Linked DNA regions of Bos taurus: region 1 is linked to region 2. A link is a contact called in public Hi-C data. All regions are on one chromosome and are shown on one strand. Each heading gives the region's core, a stretch centred on a gene start, on an enhancer-like site or on the middle of the called end of the contact. The rest is flanking DNA. Distances are from core to core; before and after follow the strand shown. Region 1 holds the start of TRAPPC9 (trafficking protein particle complex subunit 9). Region 2 has its middle 42 kb from the start of AGO2.

Region 1 (7,383 bases), core at 4,028-6,527, 140 kb before region 2:
ACCCAGTACCTCAGCAGACATGGGTGTGGAGTCAGTGCTCAAAGAAGGGTGAATAAATGAAGGAAGGAAGGAATTGCTTCCTCAGCCTCTCAGCAGAAATCATGAGGATTTCGCAGTGGAATCAGAAGAGCAGGACTCTACTCCAGGCCACCTGAGCTCCTGAGCTGAAAACTAATGGCGGGAATATAAAACTTGCCTTCTAAGAAGATATCTGGATTAAGGAAGGGTGCAAACTGCAAAGTGCCAAGCACAGTGTGAGACAGAAGGAGGAACTACACACCGTTACCATCCCTCATTTCATAAACCGAGTTTCCTTAGGAGAGTTTTTATAACCTTGCTGTGCCAATTTTGACAGATATAAAAAGAAAACAGCATCAACTATACTCCAGTAATTATTTTTTTAAAAGAGGAAGAAAGAAAGCAATATTACCTGATTCTCAGTGCTGTTGAGGAATTCAGTTAGATAACCCGTATGAAAGCATCTGGCCCATAGGAGTTAATAAATGTTTGTTAAATGAATGGTCAAACAAGCAGATGAATGCTGCCCCGTCCACAGAGCATCATCATACCACTGCCTGGAAATCTGAATCCCCGTGCCACCCCAACTCCACACTAGCCATGTCAGTGACCCAGAGAAGCCTGTGTGCTTCTCTAAGCCCCAGTTTAATCATGAATAAAAATGTGGATAATAAGACAAACCTCAACGGATTAGTGAGTCAGTACTCTGGTTCCAATACTGTACTGTAACTTTGCAAGATGGAGGTTGTTGTTCAGTCGCGAGGTCGTGTGTGACTCTTTCCACCCCATGGACTGCAGCACGCCCAACTTCCCAGTCCTTCACTATCTCCTGGTTTGCTCAGATTCGTGTCCATTGAGTCAATGATGCCAATCAACCATCTCATCCTCTGCAGGACGGTACCATTAAGGGAAACTGGGCAAAGGGTCCACAAGCTCTCTCAACATTCACACTGTTATGCACCCATCTCCTGAATGTGTTCACCTTTGCCAACTGAAGCTCTGTCCCCATTAAACACTAATTCCCATCCCTTCAACCCCAGTCCCAGTCCCACCATCTACGTCCTGTCTCTATGAGTCAGACCGTTCTACGCACGTCACCTCAGTGGAACCGTGCTGTGACTGGCTCATTTCACTTAGCACAATGTCTTCAAGGTTCATCTGTGTTGTAGCATGTATCAGAATGTCCTTATTTAATGCTGAATAATATTCCCTGGAATAGTATATACATTTATGTATAAAGGTATATAACACAGTTTATTTATTCATTCATTGAAAGTCATTTGGGTTGTTCCTAACTTGAGCTACTATGAATAATACTATTATAAACATGGGTATACAGACAAAATGTTTTAAGTATAAAAACCACCATATTTGCAAAGATGTAGATATAGATGTAGATGCAAAGGTAACTCCTATTTGACAGGTGGGCGTGTAGACTGGTACGTGCCGGGCCCGGCAACTGCCTTGCTAAAGGAACTCTGGCATGTGGTGGGCAGGTTTATAGAAGCAAGACCTGGAGAAAACAAAGCTGTCCACTGTTAGGAGGCTGGGTAACTAAAATGTGGTCTTTTAACACAACAGAATACTTCGAACAGTGAAAATGAACGACCTAGAGGAACAAAGATGAGTCTCAAAAACATGATGGGCAAACAAAGCAGGTTATGGATTAATACAGGCAACACCATTCCACTTATGTAAAGTTTAGCAGGCAACACTAAACAATGTGTTGTTTACACATATGGTAAAATTATAAAGAAAAAGATAAATGTGGACAGTGGTTACTTGGGTGCAAAGAGGATGCAATTTGAAAGCGAAGCCGCAGGGCTGCAGAAGTAGCAGTGGTGTTCTGTCTCTTAAGCTGGATGGCAGACCCACGGGTGCTCGTCTTGCCCTTCTTTAAACTGTACATAAACGTCCAACGTTTCACAGAAGAGTTAAAAAAGGAAGAAGATCCTATGGGGAGGGAGGTTCAAGAGGGAGGGGACATCTATACCTGTGGCTGATTCATATTGATGTATGGCAGAAACCAACACAATATTGTAAAGCAATTATCCTTCAACTCAAAATAAATAAAATTTTTTTTAAAAAGGAAGAAGATCCAACTTCAAAAAGCTTACAGAGTGGATCTCAGCAGGTTGGCTAGTTTCGGGGCCTGGCCCCAGCTCTTCTCCTCTATCAGGAGATGATTCTGCTGATCCCAAAACACCCTGCTTCTGTGAGCAAAGAAGTTGCTGCACAAAAAAGGCACGTGAATTGCAGGTGTAGATCTGCCTGAAGACAGGTGGCCTGTGGATCTCAGACACAGTTTGAGGATAGGAGGTGTTCAATTTCTCTGGTCTGAGGTAAAATGAGAAAAATACAAATAATGTTTAAGTGTTCCATAAAACTAAACTTAGTATGTGTCTTATGAATGTTAACTATTATTGTTATTTATTCTTAGATTTGGAGAAGAAAATGGCAACCCACTCCAGTATTCTTGCCTGGAGAATCCTATGGACAGAGGAGCCTGGTGGGCTGTAGTCCTTGGGGTCGCAAAGAGTCGGACATGACTGAGCGACTAAGCACATTCTTAGGTTACGAACTTTCTCATTTTTTTGCTGTTAAAACATCCTTTTTTGGGGAGAGTCAGGGGACTTCCCTAGCGATCCAGTAGTTAAGACTCCTCGCTTCCAAGGCAGGGGGTGTGGGTTTGATCCCTGGTTATGGAACTAAGATCCCATTTGCCTTGGGCTGCAGCCAAAAAAAAAAGTTCTGATTTTTTTCTTTTTCCCCAAAATGGCCAAACCACACGACTTTGTAGGATCTTAGTTCCCCAACCTGAAACTGAACCTGGGCCAGGGCAGTGAAAGCACCCAGCCTTAACCACTGGACCACCAAAGAACTCCCAAACACTCTTGCTTTTATAAAACAATAGCGAGAGTAGTTGGCACCAGTTTTCCATCATACTATCTGGGCAAAAATAAAAACTGACGAACGTTTTCCCTGAAGGAGCTCACTATCAGCAAAGTTCTTGTTCACCTTTGCCACAGATTCAAAATATGCAACTAACACTGGAATAAATTTGTCTCATATAAGGTGGGAATAGGAAATTGCACTAGGCACTTTACAATCTATCAGATCATATTCAGACTCCCCAACAATCAAGAAACAAGCATTCCTATCTTCAGCCTTACAGATAAAGAACCAGGCTCAGTCATTTGCTCAAGGTCTCCTCATCTGTAAGTGGCAAACTGGCTGCAGAGTCCATGTTTTTCCACTGGTTTCTTCAAGGGAGAAAGAATCTAATGAAATGAGCCCTGGCATTGAGTCAGCTCTGGTGTCTGAGACTCCAGTTCAGTCCAGTCGCTCAGTCGTGTCCGACTCTTTGCGACCCCATGGACTGCAGCACGCCGAGCTTCCCTGTCCATCACCAATTAGTCTGAGACTAATCTAATACGAATATTAAAACATTAAGAATATATTTCTTCAGGGACTTCCCCGGTGGTCCAGTAGCTATGACTCTGCACTCCCAATGCAGGGAGCCTGGGTCTGATCCCTGGTTGGGGAATTAGATCCCACATGCCGCAACCAAGAGCTCCACACTGTAACTACAGATCATGCTGCAAGGAAGATCTAGGACTCCACATGCGGCAACTAAGACCCAGTGCAGCCAAATAAATAAATATTTATTTTAAAAAAGAATATATTTCTCCAACTTGGTATTTCCTCAAAAAGTTAAACATAGAGTTGCCATATAAACAGCAGTTCCACTCCTAGGTATATACCAAAGAGATTTGAAAATACACGTCCACACAAAAAGTAGTACACGAACATTCATGGCAGTATTATTCATAATAGCCAAAAAGTGGAAACAACAGAGACTTCTATCACCTGATAAACGGATAAACAAAATGCAGTCTATCCGTATAATAGAATACTACTCAGCCATAAACAGTACTAACATTGCTACAACATGGGTGAACCCTGAAAACATTATGCTGAGTTAAAGAAGCCAGGCACAAAAGACCACAAATTGCATGATTCTATTTACATGAAATGCCCCAAATATGCAACTCCTTGGAGACAGAGAGTAAGTTTGTGGCTGTCGCGGGTGCAGGAGGGGAGACTGACAACGGGTATGGAATTTCTATTTGAAGTGATGAAAATGGTCTGGATTAATAATGGTTGCACAACTGGGAATACACTGAAAACCACTTAAGTGTACAATTTAAATGGGTGGACTTTACCGTATTCACATTCTCTCAATAAAGCTGTTACTTGATAAAATATTTCTTAACTATTTTTCCCTCTATTCCACTGGACAGCTCTACAATTTAAGAAAAAACCTGGCCAAGGGATCTTTAAGGACTGCAAGATTCCTGGGTCTCCAGCATCATGTCTCTAGTGCTGTTATTTCATACTAGGGAACACTAGCTGGGCCGGACTAGGAAGAGACTGTAACTACCTTTTCAAAATCGCCAGTTGCCTTTAAACTGGGTGGGGAGGAGCAGACAAGACGGAGGAGGAGGTCACAGCCTTCTGCTCATTTTTAACTAACCCGAGCCTGCGTTCGGCACTGTGGATCCCTCTGTAAGAACAAGTGGAATCCACAAGCACCCCACCCTGACACCAGCACACTCAGCGTGGAAAGGCGTTCGCGCGGGGCAGATGGATTGGGGGCGGAGACCCAGGCGGGCACCGGCTCTGCATTTCCGAGACTGGGCCGAGTGAAGCTGGACTTGACAATTTCGGGAGCTCAACCGCGGGAGACTGTGCCTGACGCCGCCGCGGGGGATCTGAGCCACTTAGAACCCAGAGGAGATGGAGGAAGAGAGGAAACCGAGAGCCAGGCGGTCCCAGCCGCGTCCGCAGACCCCCTGTCGGGGCCGGGGGCCGGGGGCCGGGGAGGGGCCGGGGACGGCCGGCGCCCGCGGAGGGGAGGCTGGGCCGGGCCCGAGAGGCGGCAGGTGCGGGCCGGGGCGGGACGGGCGCGGGCGCGGACGGGGGAGGCCGGGCCACCGGGCCGGGGCAGGTGGCCGCGGCAGGTGCGGGCGGAGTCGAGCCCCTCCGCAGGAAACACGCTGCCCGGCGCCCCAGCGCGCGCCGTGACCCACGGACAGCCCTCCCGAGGCCGGCCCGGTCCCCTGCCCAGGGGCACCCCCTTCTTGCACTTACGCAGCCGGGGCCCCGGGCCCGGAGCAGGTGCCAACAGCGGGAAGGGCGGCGGGGCCGGACAGCCTCTGCGGCCGCTCCCCGGGCTCGGAGCTGGAGCTTCCGACTGGCGGCCGGGCCGGCGCCGCCCCTGCGCATGCGCGAAGCCGGTCCCGGGCCCGGAGGCCCGCGCCAGGTTTTAGGGGCGACGCGGGCCCCGCGAGGGAGGGGCGAGGGGGACGGCCGGGGGAGGGGAGGAGGAGTGAGGTGGTCGCGGGGGGCAGGGAGGGGAGGGAGACGAAGGGAGAAGGGCGGGAGGGGAGCAGCTGCGACGGAGAGGAGAACTGTGGCTCCTGGGGCCGCGCACCCAAAAGGAAGCGCCAAGTCCTGCCTCTGCGCCCCTTTCCCCGCTCTCAGGGCGCGCAGCTCAAATTTTCTGCCCTTTGCAGCCCCCGCCCCTGCAAAGCCCCTACCGGATCACGATCCCAGCGCCCGCGCCGAGCCGGGCTTCCAGTCGCTCCGGGGATCAAGCACCAGCAGGCGTGGTAGCGATGCTTAGAGCTACCTTGGGGCGAGAATAAGTTCCCCTTTTACTGTCTGGGAGACGATTCAGGGTGCCTCCCGGGCCTGACTTAACTGCTTGGTCACACACAGGGGCTGGGCGGGGATGAGGAGGTCAGAGCCGGAGCCTGGAGCAGACTGCCCGAGGGCAGATGCCTGGTCCCCACCGGTCCTGGGAAAACCACTCCAGACTCTAGAGGTCCGTCAAGGGCTCGGAATAAGCCCCCGGGTGTGGAACGGCTGTCATAGTTGCTGCACACAGCTGTCTAGGTAGGGCAGAAGCCACTTAAGAACTTAAACCCTTCTAGGTTAAAAAATAAACAAAACTTTAAAAGGAGTTTACATACGTAGGTTGGAATGTGCATAGCATAATTGAAAAATACACAAGAAATTCTCTCAAACCTACAATTTGTAGGTTTGAGAGAAAAGAGGATGAGGGAGACCTTCTTTCCCTTGTGTTTTTTTGTGTTTGAATTTTTTACTGTATGCATGTGTTTATTTTTCATTTAACAAAAAAAAAAAAAACTGTAATGGAGGACAGAAATAGTTCAGCCAGTACAGCAGCCATGGAATAACAGAGCCATCACTTTACTTTACCCAAACAAGCATTTATTGACTCTGCTGTGTGCCCAGTGCTGTTTTATGACTTATTATTTATATATTTTTAAAAAATAATAATATGCTATTCCTCATCCCTGCCCTGGGCTAGTGGAAAACCAATTGCATTCTATTGAATTGTTTTCCAAGGAGCGGGAATGAATTATAAACAGAACACATCTTCAGGGCAAAACCCGTGGAGTGTATTTCCTGCACACCAGCCAGGAAGGATTTTCAACACAGGCGCCCAGAGGCTGAGAGTACGTTTCCAGGACCCTGCGTAAAGCTACCCAGAGTGGCTTCTTCTTGGCCCTGAGAGCATAAGTTGACAGTTATAGAACACAGAAAACAGACATTAAAAGAGGCCACCTTTTATTGGAGGTCTATGTGCCAGGAATAGAAATCCATGTTTAGCACACAATGTCTTCATAAGATCCATGCCAGCCTGGAGAAGGAAATGGCAATCCACTCCAGTTACTATTGCCTGGAAAATCCCATGGACAGAGGAGCTTGGTAGGCTACACTCCATGGGGTCACAAAGAGTCGGACATGACTGAGCGACTTCACTTTCCTTTCCTTTAAAAAAAAAAAAAAATCCATGCCAGGTAGCTATTCTTAGCATTGAGGTCCAGAAAGAACACTCTACTTGGCACACAAGTGGCTGGTAATGTTTAGGATTCAAATCTGAGGCTGTCTGACTATTATCTGTGCTCTTCCCATAGTCCTTCTCTGTTCTCATTCTATCTATAAATGGATAAGAGAAGCAATTTGGAAAGCAAGATTGAATGCTGGCAAGAGGAAACATTGCTATTTTAGTACAGTGTTTCTGTTTTCGATGTACTCACATTAATTTTATTGTCCTATCAAATCTGTGAGGGAGGGAGGAAACTATTCTGCATTTTTATGAGAAAACCAAAGTTCAGAGACTGTAAAGGCTTGCCACAGCACCCCAGCCATCAAATGGAGGTGCCTAGACTTGTTTCAGGTATATCCTGCTTCTGCAGTTATAGTCCTTACACCATTTTAACATTTCCTGAGCATTTCCTCTGAACGTTGAGAGTTCAAAGAATACACCAA
Region 2 (7,723 bases), core at 4,497-6,996:
CTGAGCCTCCAAAGCAGCTGTGGCCACCCGGCACCTGCGGCGTTTATCAGTGATGTGGCTCTTAGGGCTTGCAAAGTAAAGACCCAGAGGTCAGCCAGGAGGGTCACGGAGAGGAGCGGTCACTGGGCGGAACCAGAGTGGGAGAAGCCACTGTGTGCAGAGGAGACCCGAGGATAAAGTGACCGCGGCGTGGGGACCGCAATAACTAGGAGGCACCTCCCGCGTCCTCTCCCCAACCAGAACACCTCCACCGTAAGGCGCTTTCCCGGCACGAGGAGGAGACTGAGGTCCAGCGAAGCTGAGCACGCGCCCAGTCCTGGAGCCAGGACTCGAGTGAGGTCAGCCTGACCTGGACCCGTGCTCTGGGCTTGCGTCACAACGACACCTAGCTCCCAGAAGCTCCCAGCAGATGCGCCGACGGCCTGGGTTTTGTCCAAAGTTGTGCTCTTCACCGCTCAGCGTCTTCCTTTGCTTTCTTTCCACTTCTTACTTGTACTTCTGTTGCTCCTTTGTTCCTACAAAAAGCAGATGATGCCACCACCTGCAAGGCTGGGAGAAGGCCTCCATTTTCCCTGGCCCTGCTCGGCCGGCCGCGTGGACGGGCCCACGGCCCACGAGAGCAGCGGCGAGGGCCCTAAAAACACGGGCGCTGCTGAGTCAGGAGCATCAGCCAGACTCTGAGACTCAGAGGGAGGCGCCCCCCAGAGCCCCAGCCACAAAGCACCCTGGTCACGCCAAACATCCTACCACCTTCTCGTCCTGCATAAGCTCAGTTAAAGCAAGGCTGAGCCAGGGGGCCTGAGAAGGGGCTTAGCAAGTTTCCAGTGCAGGGGCCTTCCCACCCCCAGTTCACACACAAACAAAGGCCCCCACCCAGCCCTCGACCACATGAATGGCCGGCCAGGCTCAAGCTCCTCCATCGACATGAACGTGCCATTGTGAGAACCGACTCTCAGAGGCTGTACTGTTTTACTTTGAGTCAAAGCCGACAGAACATCTCAAATGACTCTGACCTATGAACCTCAGTATTTTGACCTTTTATGTGCAACTCTCTAAGAACTAGAGCTCAGAGCTGAAACACCGAGAAGTAACTTGAAAAACCCCCAAAACAATGCCCCTTGGGAGACTGCCTGGGAGGCAGGAGGCTCCGAGAGACAAGAAGGATTCAGATACAATGAGACAGAGTCGGGTAGAAAGTACCTGGATTCCTAACGTGGCTGGTTTTAACCCAGCCACAGTTCTGTTTGTTTGTTGCTATGGGTTCTTAAAGATGGATACATAACAATTTTCACTGCGAATTCACTGGAGTCCCCAGTAACAACCTATAGAAGCCTCCTTCTGCCCCAATTCTAAGCTGCAGTCTCAGCAATATGAACCATAACTACAGTTAATGAAAGGCGAGGTTGTCATTCAATCAGACCTTTAAGCTTTACCAGGCAGGGAACCACAGGTAAACTTAACTGCTTATGGTCCATCATACAGGCCCCTTTAGCACACCCACACTCTCACCTAGACACACACCCAAAGCCCCACCCACCCGGCCGGCAATCCCACTCTCTGGAGGCTGACCTCCAAGGTGTGTTTCAGTCCTGGGCTCCTCCCCAGGGCTGATCCCCAGTGAAGGTGCTCAGTGGGGGCTGCTCCAGGCTCACCTCAACGTCCTCTCCCGCCCCGACCCCCAGCACCAATGGGTCTCCAGCTCCTAAAAAACAAGCAGCTGGGACATCTGCAAAATGTAATTTCCTGGGTCTTCAGGGGCTTCCCTATGGCTCAGCTAGTATAGAATCCGCCTGCAATATGGGAAACCTGGGTTCAATCCCAGGGTTGGGAAGATCCCCTGGAGAAAGGAAAGGCTTTCCACTCCAGGATTCTGGCCTAGAGAATTCCATGGATTGCATAGTCCATGGGGTCACAAAGAGCCTGACACGATGAGAGACTTTCACTTTCACTTTCAGGGGCAGAGGTGGAGAAAAGCCTTCGGGTGGGCTCCGGGCTGCACCCCCTCCCCAGGGCACCAGGTCCCACTCACCGAGCCCAGGCTGTGGGCCAGTCCATGAACTCGTGTCCACCTGAGCCCAAGACCCCGTCCTCCACCTCCAGCACAGCCTCAGCCGCCCAGAACCTCAATCTCGACGCGAGCAAACTCGCCGTGTGGTTCTCCCCACACAGCCAGCTGGTCCTTCCCTCCTCCTGGGGATGAGGAGGAGCGAAGCTGCAGCACAGGCAGCGCTTCCCCTCTTCACCCCATGGCCCTTCTGCGGAAACAGCCCCGCGTAAAAAGTGGGCTCTACCACAATGAATGCTGAAGATGCCAAGTGGCCGGCCCCAAAATGTCGCTGAAGATAAGTGTGTCTGAATTAAAGTCACAAGCGGCTGGGTCTCATCAGCCTTCCCCAAGGAAGCCCAGGAACCTTGAACAGCTGGCTTCTTTCTAGAAACAATTAAAGGAAACGGGGGAAAGATACACACCCTCTGAAGAAGAGATCTTACAAGTCATCCTCTGAAGAAGAGATCTTACAAGTCAGTGGGGTGGAGGGTAGCGGGAGACTCTAAAGATCCTCAAAGGCGTAAAACCAAATTCATGTGTGAACTTTTAATAAAATTCAGGATCCAAAACAACCAGGAAGTAAACACACTTCTGAGATAATGAGAGAAATTGATTATGGACTGTTAAGTGTGGCAACAGCATTGAGTTTTAAATGCCCCCATCCTTCAGACACGGTACTTAAGCATTCAGGGTGAAACCACAGGGCTGGAATCCACTTTAGACTATCTCCACAGAGAAAAGGGGGGAAAGGGAAGATGTGAAGCAAATGTGGAAAATCTTGATATTTGCTGAGGCTGGTGATGGATAAATGGGAGCATATGATACCAGTCACTCTACTTCTGTGTACTTAGATTATTTCACAATAGATACTGTTTTAAAAGTCAAGCGATACATTTTGAGTGTTCATGATAGCAATTCACAAAACAAAAATATATTTTATCAGACTGGGACTCTGCCGTAGTGTTGCGTAACAGATTATAAAGAATAAACCCTCCTGGCATTTTAAAAACTCTGACACAAACTTGAAGTTACAGGAAATAATATTCTTCTGAACTGCATAAGTTTTAGGAGCTGAACCTTTCACATTTTTTTTTTCCTTTCACACTTAACTTTAAATCCTTCTTCAAGGTTTAACAGAGCCATCAAGGGAAACTGGACGGCTAGCCAGCCATGCCCTGCAGCAGCTCCCCAGGGCGAAGCGCCGTCTGCTATTCGGCAAAGGTGCAGGGTTACTGGGAGACTGGCCCAGATCTTCTCTGAGATGACTGGGGTTGGGGGAGAGAAGCAGCAGGGTGCAGGAGGAGTGAAATGACTCTAGAAACCACAGTGAGAGTCCCTCATTCTTAAAGTCACAATCCTGTTCAGACAACTTTGCAACAAGACTTCCATGTGGCAGAAGTTACTCTGTAGCAGGTCTGTGAGGAATGTAACCCACAGAAGTCTGAGCACAGTGAAAAAACGGACCAACAAGCCCCCTTCAGGAGGCAATACTGAGATTCCTTTTAAGGTCGCTAAGCGGTTTGGGGGGGGGAAAAATTGTTCATCTATGAAAGTTCAGGGTCAATGGAGAATCCACCCATCCTAAACCACTAACTCTTTTGAATAATTAAAAAAATAAACAAAAACAAAAAACTAATAGTAACTACCTCACTTTAAGAGTCCAGATACCAATTCACATACATAATAGCATTTCCTAACAGACATAACACAGTCCATAACAAGACTCTATTTTTTAAGTTAATTTACTTAGTCACTTAATAAGGGTATTAAAATGGGAAGTAGCAAAACTATTTGTAAGTTTTTCTACAGTCCAGTTCAAATGTCTTTTTATTATTCTAAATTAGGAAATACATTAAAAAAAGTTTCACCGAAGAGACTCTATTCCAAATATCCTTCTTAAATAAAATTAAAAGCCTGAGTGTGTAGAATAAAACTGAACTGCATCACAGCCTTATAATTACGGCACGCTTGTAGAGCCTGAAATTTGGGTTCATTCCCATCCTGCCGTTCACTGGCTAAGAACTATCCTATAGACTCATTTATTTTTTCAACCAAAGCTGTCTGATTTCAGAGCAGGTTTATCTGCAAACAGTGAATGAGAGGCCCCCTCCCCACCAGACCACGATGCACAGGCCCACATCAGAGCAAGATTCTTTCAAGAGCCATGGAGAACCCGGAACGAGCCTAGAGATGCAGAGAACTAAAGCTTTTTGGAAAATAAAATAGACAAGAAAATATCCCAGTGCAGAGCAACAGCACTGGCGAGCGGTTCTTCCTGAAGCTCATGTTTCAATTATACTCTAACACCCGAGCACTGGGTCCAGTCTACATGTAACAGGTGTTTCTTCTTGGGGGGGTCAAGGTCAAAAAAACCCAGAGCCACTTCTCTAAAGGGAGTGTATGGAGAGTCTGCTTGGAATCACACACATCGTCCTCCTGCTCGCTGGCTGGCTGACCTTTGAAAGCCTCATCGCCTCTCTATGCCTCTGCTGTCCATCTTCAAAATGACCACCAGCAACTTAGCAAGCTGTCCAGTGGATCAGTTAACGTCAGACACAACACAAAAGCTTGACCTTCCCCAAGGTTCTTCACTTTTTCTGGGCCTCCAACTTTTGCATTGAAAATCTGAAAAAATGTTCAGTGTAGTGGCTAAGACTTGCTGGGTTCCTTCAGAGGGATGGGCGGGGAGATTCGCACTCACCCAGGTGTGGGGACTACCCTGCCACATCATGGATGGGTGCTGCCCACCCAGGGTTCTAAGAAGCCAAGTCTGTCTGCCCCCAGGACTGTGACTGGAGCCCTGGGCCTTTCCCCACCAGGGCTGAGTCACCTTCCAGATTACAGTTAAAACCATTACAGTTAAAACCATTCTTCTATCAAATTGCTGAGAGCAATTTAAAAGTTGCTCTGGCTCAGCCTTGGAGAAGCTTTCTAACTAAGTGACATCAGAAAACAGGACAGTGAGTATTCACAAGGCACAGGACTGTTTGTAAATAGAAAGTGTTAAGGGATCCAAATGGATCAGAAGAGTCTGAAGGGGTCCCGCCAAAGCCCCAGCAGCAGGAGGCTTGGGAGGGCCAGGACCCACAAAAGGCAGGACCGAGCCGGCAGGGCCTGCAGCCCGCTGGAGCCTGGTGGACAAAGGGGACAGGATATGCCCTGTCCAAGTGGCAGGGCCAGCGGGAAATTTAGAAGCCACGTGCCTGGCGGGAGAAGGGAAAAAGCTTAACAACATATGACCATTTTCTTGGCTCAGCAAAGTTAATCGCCCCCAAAAAAGTTCTTTAAAAAATGTGTTACTGCTCTAAGTTTTTCAGAACTTTTCTAAAGAAAGGGAGGCCGGCTAGTGAGAAAATACGCTAAGGAAATCAGCACATCTCCTCACCTTCCTCCAGTTAATTGTAAAAGGCAATTAACACTTGAATAAGGAGCCTGTGTGTCTGGAATGAAAATGAGACGCGCGCAGGTTTAGGGTTTTAGGGCGCCTTCCTATCTCTCTCTGTCCGCGGTCCTAACTACCATCAAGAAGTGGCCAAAATTCAGCATTTCCAGACTTTCCTTCGGAGAAGGGGCCGCAGAAGTGCTGGCAAAAAGAAAAACGAAACTGAGAGCGCTCCAGGCTCGCCGCGGCTCGGTCTGCGCCCAGCGGCCGCGCTCCTCCCCGCGCCGCCCGCACCCCGAGTTCGGCGCCCCCGGCCGGGGCCTCTCCGCCCCCGGGCGCTTCGAGCGCGGCCCCGGCCTCGGCCCCGCCGGCCCCGCGCGGTGCAGGGGCCCGGGCGCCGGGCGCAGGAAGCCGGGCAGGCGGGCGCCCGGGCCTCGGGCCTACACGCGGGCTGCCCGGCCCAGTCCGCGCTCCGGCCCGGTCCCAGCCCGCCGGGCCGCGGCGGAGACGAGGCGCGGGAAGGGCCCAGGCCGCGCGGGGCGCCCCGACGACTCGGGCCCGAGGAGGAGGCCGGGGCCGCGCGTCCGCCCTGGGGCCGAGGGGACGGCCGGCAGCCCCCCGCGACCCCCGGGCCCCCCGATCCCCCGGCCCGCGGTCCCCCGCCCGCCCGCGCCGCGCTCGCGCCCGGCCCGCCAACCGCCGCGGGGAGGAGCGCGCGGACTCACCGGGGCCGGCTCCCGAGTACATGGTGGCGCCGCCGAGGGGCTCCGGGGCCGAGGGGCGGCCGCGCGCGCGCCACGGGCCCCGACGCCGCGAGCCGCGAGGGAGCCGCCGGCCGCACGATCCGCCCCGGCGCGGCCGCCAAACAGGTTTACCCGACGCGGCCGGGGCGGCGGGCGGAGGGGGCGGCGGGCGGAGGCGGCGGCGGCGGCGGCGGCGGGCGGGCGGGCGGGGGAGGGGGAGGGGAGGGGAGAGGAGGGGAGGGGAGGGGGAGGGGCGGGGCGAGGGAGCGGCCGGGGGCGGGGCGGGAGAGGAGGAGGTGCGGGAGGGGCGGGACGCGCGCGGCGGGGGCGGGGCACGGGAGCGGGAGGGCGGGGCCCGCGCGGCAGCCGAGGCGGGCGGCGGGCGCGGCGGGCGCGGCGGCCTGGGCGGGCGCCGGCGAGGGTGGCGCGAGGTCCCGCAGCAGGGGCGCACGCGGGGCCGGGGGGGTGCCCTGCAGCCACTCAGAAGCGCGACGTCTTCTCCGACTGGGCGGAGCGGGCGGCGCGGCTCTGCCCCCCCCACCCCCGCTGCCGAGACCGGGAAGAAAGAAAAGAAAACACAGCCCTCCCCTCCCCGGCGCGCGCGAGCCGACCCTTCCCCGTTCCGAGCCCTCGCCGCGCCGGGCGAGCTGGGGCCCCGTGTGGACGCGGTGCCGCCCGCACCCCGGCGCCCCGGCATCGCAGCTGGGCTCTTTTATGCAATAAAGGAAATGTGAATGTCGCGAAGGTTCCTCCGGACCCGGAGCTTGAACTTGAACGCGCCCGGGTCCTAGCACACTACCACACCGCCACCTCCCGGCGAAGAACCTACCTAGAGAATTCCTGTAAAGAGCTTCAGGTTTTGGTCAATTTTAGCCGCTATCAGTGATCAGATCAAATTGTAACTCCTCATTCCAGCCCTCGGGGCCTCCCCTGTTCCTTTACTTGGGACCCTATATCGGACCCCCTCGTGCTCCCCCGTACATCTCTGTGTTCGCCCCCCTCGTGCAGAAACGTTCTCCCTCCAGCCAAACCCCTGCATCCAGTTTCTGCTTTTCGGAGCCATTTCCAGGCAGGCCAGCCATAGGTCAACACCTTTCTCCCCTGCTTGATGAGGGATTAGAAACCGGAAGGTGAAATACAATCCGAAATTGCTTGTCATCGTTTTAACATACTTGCCTGCTCCTTTCTTCCTCGGGTAAGCAAGTATTATCTGACACCCAGTGCCTGTGACCGTGTTTTCCGCTGGCCTAGGATGGTACAAAGATGAACAGGAGTTCTGCCTGCAAGCATCCAATAGGTTTGTTTCTCTCTCTGCAATGCTCAAGGACATTCTTAAATAAATGCAAGAGAATCCACCTGTCCTCCAGAAAGAAACTTAAAAGGGCTTCCATCTTCACCAAATGAATGAAGGGGTCCCATGGCATCAGCCTCAGAGGTGTCCATTCTTCCCTGTCTAATCCTCTGTCCACCACCCGCATCCTCATAGGGACCCAGACCACCTCTCCACCTGACCGTCATGCTGTGGAAACACAAATCCACGGTGACCCTAGG

What was found. Hi-C and Micro-C count contacts between places; a contact is called where the count stands out from the background.
Region 1: a Hi-C map of liver shows a contact between it and region 2, with 5 times the contacts expected there. The contact joins the promoter of TRAPPC9 here to the enhancer-like site in region 2. A contact is called at or near these places in 4 of 11 Hi-C or Micro-C datasets (liver, skeletal muscle and an unstated tissue).

What each region holds. Positions count from the first base shown.
Region 1 is chr14:3,198,266-3,205,648 of ARS-UCD2.0, reverse strand. TRAPPC9 (trafficking protein particle complex subunit 9) reads right to left here and starts at 5,277. Exons shown (of 22, transcript NM_001037474.3): 1 at 5,173-5,277.
Region 2 is chr14:3,054,569-3,062,291 of ARS-UCD2.0, reverse strand. No RefSeq gene overlaps it. Among named protein-coding and RNA genes, the nearest start is that of AGO2, 42 kb to the left of the region's middle. Within about 2 kb of position 5,746, at least 85 of the 102 cell types and tissues checked have an H3K27ac peak or open chromatin away from gene starts, as enhancers often do. A contact at or near this core is called in liver and skeletal muscle, where this site is marked.